2 separate regions of the Gossypium hirsutum genome follow, and region 2 is linked to region 1. Evidence: chromatin contacts called from public Hi-C data. All regions are on one chromosome and are shown on one strand. Each heading gives the region's core, a stretch centred on a gene start, on an enhancer-like site or on the middle of the called end of the contact. The rest is flanking DNA. Distances are from core to core; before and after follow the strand shown.

Region 1 (3,030 bases), core at 110-2,609:
GACTGTAGATATTGGATTAAATTTTAAAAAAAGTCTCCAACTCCAGCTGAGCTGAGTTTTAATTAATTAAAAGAAGTAAGAGGTTGTGATTTCTGGTTCAAAGGAAGGGTCGCCAGTGTCGCATATAATCTTGCAGAGATAATATGAAAGGGTGTTTATTTATCAAATATTAAAGTCGAAAATGAAAGAGTTTGATGATTCTATGTTATCATCTTTCGGGGATAAAGATAAAGTGGTTTTAAGGTTATCCCTACCATGTGCCCATCTTTTTTTTTTATCCTCCTAATGTATATGATTGATTTCCCTTTTATTTACATCAAACAAACCATACTACAGAGGATGCTAATGGAGAAAGCATGAATTTGGGAAGTCTATTTTGGACAAGGAGCAGTGGGTTCATTATTAAAAAAAGAGAATGGTGTAGCCATCACGGATCCCACATGCGTCTAATCTTCCATTTGAAAACTGTGATCGGGTCTGATATTGGCGACGTTAAAGCCTTTGATTCTTGATAATGGACCAAGAGGCCAGGGTGTGTATGGATGGCTGGCTGGCTGACTCAAATCCTCAAATCCTCATCACGCTTCTGTTTTCTGTGGCATTTATACGCAACTTGTATATAATTTTGTTTATAATTAGTATTTTAATAACTTCACCCTTATATTTTATGTTCAATAATGTATACCAAATTTTGAGTCAATTAAAATTGTATAATAAAATATTTTTATGTGATGAAATATTGACTATTAATTATATAATGATAAATATCATATGTTAATTGATATGATAAAGATATTGGATTAGTTCAAAATTTTTTAAGTGGAGGATAAATACAATTATTATTAATTGAGTTGTTATAATATAAAGGTAAAAAGAACTTTACAATCTTCCCCAATTTCAAAATTGAGCAAATTTGTCCTTCTAAAAAATTCAGAGTTATTTAATCTCTATCAATTTGATCCTAATTTATTAAATTTATTTCGCACAAATATTGAGGCTAAATTTATTTATTTTTTTTAAATGAAGGCCAAAATGAAAAATAATATAAACATTGAAGGTTAAATTTACTATTATATAAATTAAAATTATGTATAATTAATGGAAAACATTAATACTTTGATTATTGTCTTTAATTGCTCACTTTCAAAATTGACAATAGTAAAATTGCTCCAACTTTCTTTTACTAAATATAAATTATGTAAGTGTCTTATTTTATGTAAATCAAGTTTGGAACCTTAATAATAACCGTAATAATAAAATGTATTGTTGGGGGGGGGGGTTGATGGTGGGTCATTCTATGAAGCCTTTCCTTCCAGAGCCACCAATAAATGAAAAGCCCATTAGGAACCCACTGTTAGCTCAGAAATTAAGAACCCAAAGGCAAAGTATAGAATGTGATGATGTGAGCAAAGGAAAGCGGTAGACCAGGTCCAGCGTATGCCAGAAGTACCTTTTGGCATTCGGCGTTGCGATGCTAACTGCTAACCGAGAGACACTACTCATCAGCTCCATGAGTCATTGCTGTTCACTACTCTCTCGTCGTTCTCACACGTCAATGCTCCTCCCTCCACCTGACCCTGTTTCCTTCATCCCTGCTTCCTTCAATCACCTTAATGGATCCTAATCTTTCAAAGTTCCCCATTTTGTCCTACATCTTCTCCCAACAAGATCCTTACAATTACCCATCACTCCCTCCCCAAATCCGCCAGGATCTACTCACCCGTTTCCCCCATTTACCCGATCCATCAATCCTTGCTTCACTTTCCCGATCCATCCCCACCTCCGTCACTCAAACCCATTCCCTCCTACGCTCCCTAGGACCTCGACCCGATCCATCAGCTGTCTCCGCTGCTCGTTCCAAGATTACCCACATTCAAGAAACCCAATCTTCCTTACAGGAGGCCGACATATATAAGACCGTGCTTAGATTGGAAGGCTTGCACGAGGATTATGAGAGACAGTTGACTGAGGTGGAGGAGAATCTGGGTCGTTTGTATTGCTCAGCTGTCGAGCAAATGAGCGGCGATGATGAAGTAAATGAGGATGTTGTGAGGATATTGAAAGAAGCTGAGAATGGGGTGGTTGAAAGAGTTGAGCTTTCTGGAAGACAGTTGAGGCTATTGCCTGAGGCCTTTGGTAAACTTCACGGTTTGGTTTATCTCAATCTTTCCAATAACCAGATAGAGGTATTATATGTTTATTTTCATTATCTTTTCTTCTGTTTATGCCAAATTGATCCAAGGCTTGATGAAATTGCGAAAGTTGTGATGTTTAAGCTAAGAACTATAGTAGCTACGTTATGTTCCTTTGATCAACACTATACCAATTGATAAACTAAATACTTGGATTCTTTCCTTTTTCGCTATTCAATTAAAATTGCTTTATCTCCTGTTCTAAAAGTATGGCGTATTTCATGAGACTGAGGATATTGGTATATTTTCTCTGTTTTGCACAAAGAACTGCTGCTTATGGTCTTCACTACTTTACATATGTAAATTGTTTAACTGTATACAATATGGGTAGACGCTTATGTACTAGTGTTTTTGTGCTTGGGAACCAGGTCATTCCTGATTCGATTGGAGGACTAAAGAAACTTGAGGAGCTTAATGCATCCTCCAATCATTTGCAACATCTGCCTGACTCCGTTGGTTTGTTGCTTAATCTGAGGATCCTCAATGTCTCGGGAAACAAGCTAAATGCCCTCCCGGAAAGCATTGCACGATGCAGGTATTATACTATTTTTTGTTCACTCTTGCTGTTCCAGGAGTGAAATGCAAACACCAATCCTGATAAAGTAGGAATGAGTAAAACGTATCTGTTTTGAAAGCCAAACGTGCCCCCTTGCCAGTAAAAGAAGTTTGTCAGTCTATTAATCTAATTTGTCTCTACGCTGCACCAACCCCCTGTTTTAACAAATTAAACCCTAAACCATTAGAGCAAAAAAGAGCTGTAAATTCTAGCTAAACATCTGTATTCATCAAAAAAAATATTCTCTTTCTCTAATGTAGAAGTTCAGCCTTCCTCTTCAAA
Region 2 (3,009 bases), core at 196-2,695, 130 kb before region 1:
TTTCTGCTACGCAGGTTTTTTTGGGCACGATTCTACCCAGGATTTCGAGAAACAAGCATTTGTATAATCCGATCCCTGAGGATTCAACCTTACTTCCCCTTTACTGTTCTTTTTCATTATCCTACAGGGAATAGGATATTTTTGGTGCTCTCAACGACGCATCAATTTCTTTTTAAAATAGTTTTTCTATATTTTTCATTTGTTAAAACTAGTCCTTATACTTTTATTTCTTTTTGAACAATTTAAATTTTTGTTCTTTTTTTTTTCTTTTTTTTCTTCCCTTTTATTTTTCTCTCTTCTTTTATTCTTCATTGCAGAAATATAATCTTTGCCCACCAAATAAACCAAGTCCTTGTTTCTTTCACATTATTCCTAAATTGAATTTCACTCAAACCCGATTCTCAATCATTTTTAATCAAATATCGATTTGAATATAACCTAATTTCTAAACTAAATTGGGGTGAGAATATGCGAAACAAGTTTTATTTTGATTTAAGCTTTTGCCTTTTCTTTTTCCATAAACATAAAAAAAGTTTTAACAAATGGAAACAATAGAAAAACTAAGTTAAAAAAAATGAGAAGGGAGGAAAACAAAAAGAGAACCAGAATAGAATAGAAAATAAAGAAAAGAAAAGGAAAGTTAAAAGAACATAAAAAAAAATTTAATTATTCAAAACAAAAAATATGAGGACCAATTATATAATTTAACCTAAAATTTTTATTTAAAATGATGATTTAACGTGCCACATCAGCTCACTGTTACACCGTTAACGACAATTAACGACTTAGTGACTAAAATGTTACAACATGATAACATAGCTGACTAAAACATAACATTTCAAACACAAGTGACTAAAATGTAACTTAAGGTAAATAAAAGTGACTATTTTTATAGTGTACCTATATGTATACATGAAGTAACTTAATTTTTAACTCCATCATCCAGCCTTCCATTTTTCTTACAACATGTGTTCATAATATATTATGTCATTATAAATTAAACCTGATTAAAGTTGAACTTTTGGAATAAAAGTCAATAAAAAAATGATGTTTAATAAATTGCAATTTTTTATTGAGAAGCATTTTTATATTAATTAAAAATGAGAAAGCATGTTTATAGTAATTATATTATTATATATTGTGTGAAAGTATGTATACATTGATAATACAATGAGAGATACAATGAGAGAAACTAAAATGGGGCTATCAACAAAATATCCATTTAATTTCGACAAAATTTAAAAAAAAAAATTCTAGACTCCTTAAAGAATTAATTGTATTTATCAATTTCATCCCGGAAGTGGGGAATACGAGGCAAATTTAATAGAAAAGTCGGATTTATTTGGTTGAAAGCGAGCAGTTTGCGGAAATGGAATTTGACTTTTAATGATGTAATACATCACATGTCCTGTGGGTATCCCCCGTCTTTGGTGCTGACAACCTTAGTGCTTAAATGCTTCCCTCGTGCACGTTCTTTCTTTCTTTCAGTTAAAGTTCCATTCTTTTTGTCTTTCTTCATTACCCATCCGGTCATTCCTTTACCACGTCCAAAACCCGCCAACAACTTGCATTTCTTCTTCTGACAACTTCTCTACAATGAAGGTCCATTCTTTTTTTCCACATCAATATCATGCAATCCAGCTCTTAATGTATTTTTTTTAATTTGATGTTTTTTACTTATACAGGCGTTGCTAATTGGATTATGGTCAGTTTGGGTGTCTGGGGTTCTCCTTATTGCTCTATCTCTTTATGCTACGCAGAGGTTGCCACTCTCCACGAATCCTATTTTCAGCCATACAAGTTTTAGCGACCTTGACACCCCCAAAATTACTATTTTCACTGCTCCGGCGCCGTTTACAGGTTCCTCAGGGACTAAACAGAGTCTAGCTATTCGGTCATGGCTTGCTTTGTCTCCACAAATCTCAGTCATTCTCTTTAGTCAACACCATTCTGCTGCTTCTTTTGCCAAATCTTTAGGTTCCCGGGCTTTGGTTGAATCCGCTATTGATTTCACGTAAGGAATTAATTTATCTTCTTTGTAGGAATCTTTATATCCTTATTCATTGACTGGTATAGAGACTGATTGGAAAATATCACTCAACTTCTAGAGTTATTTTAGCGGTGACTTTGTGGGCATTGATTAACATTCGGTTCACAACAATTTCAATAGGTTTTTTTGCTGTCTTTGGATGATATAGGTTTCTTGGGGTTCCTTTCTTTCATTCCATGGTGGCAAAATCACGGGCATTTAAATCTGACATATATGTTTTTATGGATACTGAAACTATTCTCCTCCCTGACTTTGTGTTGGCATTGAATTATGCTCATAAACTTGATGATGATTGGCTCCTTTTTGCTTCTCCACGAGATGTTCCAAATTTCCCATTCTATCTGGATGAGGATAGGAAACATTGGCTAAAAGATGGCCAAAGGATAAGAATTCAGGAGGTACGTATAGAATCCACATCGAAATTGGAGATCTAGTGGGAAAAACTTCATTTGACATCACTGTCCATTTCATCAGTTGCAGGATACTCTTGGCTCAAGTTGGCAGTGGAGTTGTTGTGACAGTAGAATGGTCATAGCATGGAACAATGGGGAGATGCCCTTACATCATGGGGTGCTTCCTCCTTTCCTATATGGAAAGGGAGTTTACAACCATTGGCTAATCAACGAGGCTTTGTCTAGTGGATTAAGGTTCGTGTTTGATGCCAGTTGGACTATCTCAAACATTGCCCTGGGGGATTCAAGTTATCAGTCTAACTGTTTCGTTAAGAGTTCCAATGTTTCGGATATTGAAAAGGGAAGTTGGGAGTATGATTGCAATTCTCATCTTGCAGCAGTGTATGGATTATCATCTCTTCACGGATTTAATTATTCTGCTGTGATGAAACTTGTTAAATGTGATGGCCGATACCTTCTTATTAATGCCACAGAAGATTTCCTTCATACATATGCCTACAAAAGGAAGAGCTTATGGAAAAGACACATCCCAAAATGCCGGAGATC

The links. A called contact is a pair of places that touch in the nucleus more often than the background predicts.
Region 2: a Hi-C map of leaf shows a contact between it and region 1, with 3 times the contacts expected there. The contact joins the promoter of LOC107886541 here to the promoter of LOC107886546 in region 1. A contact is called at or near these places in 21 of 34 Hi-C or Micro-C datasets (anther, callus, cotyledon and 4 more).

Annotation. Positions count from the first base shown.
Region 1 is chrA03:96,982,129-96,985,158 of Gossypium_hirsutum_v2.1, reverse strand. LOC107886546 (plant intracellular Ras-group-related LRR protein 3) reads left to right here and starts at 1,359. Exons shown (of 3, transcript XM_016810539.2): 1 at 1,359-2,186; 2 at 2,561-2,727. The coding sequence starts at 1,614. LOC107886545 reads left to right here. Exons shown (of 4, transcript XR_001680791.2): 4 at 1-737.
Region 2 is chrA03:97,116,767-97,119,775 of Gossypium_hirsutum_v2.1, reverse strand. LOC107886541 (beta-arabinofuranosyltransferase RAY1) reads left to right here and starts at 1,445. Exons shown (of 6, transcript XM_016810535.2): 1 at 1,445-1,602; 2 at 1,686-2,014; 3 at 2,199-2,448; 4 at 2,525-3,009. The coding sequence starts at 1,597.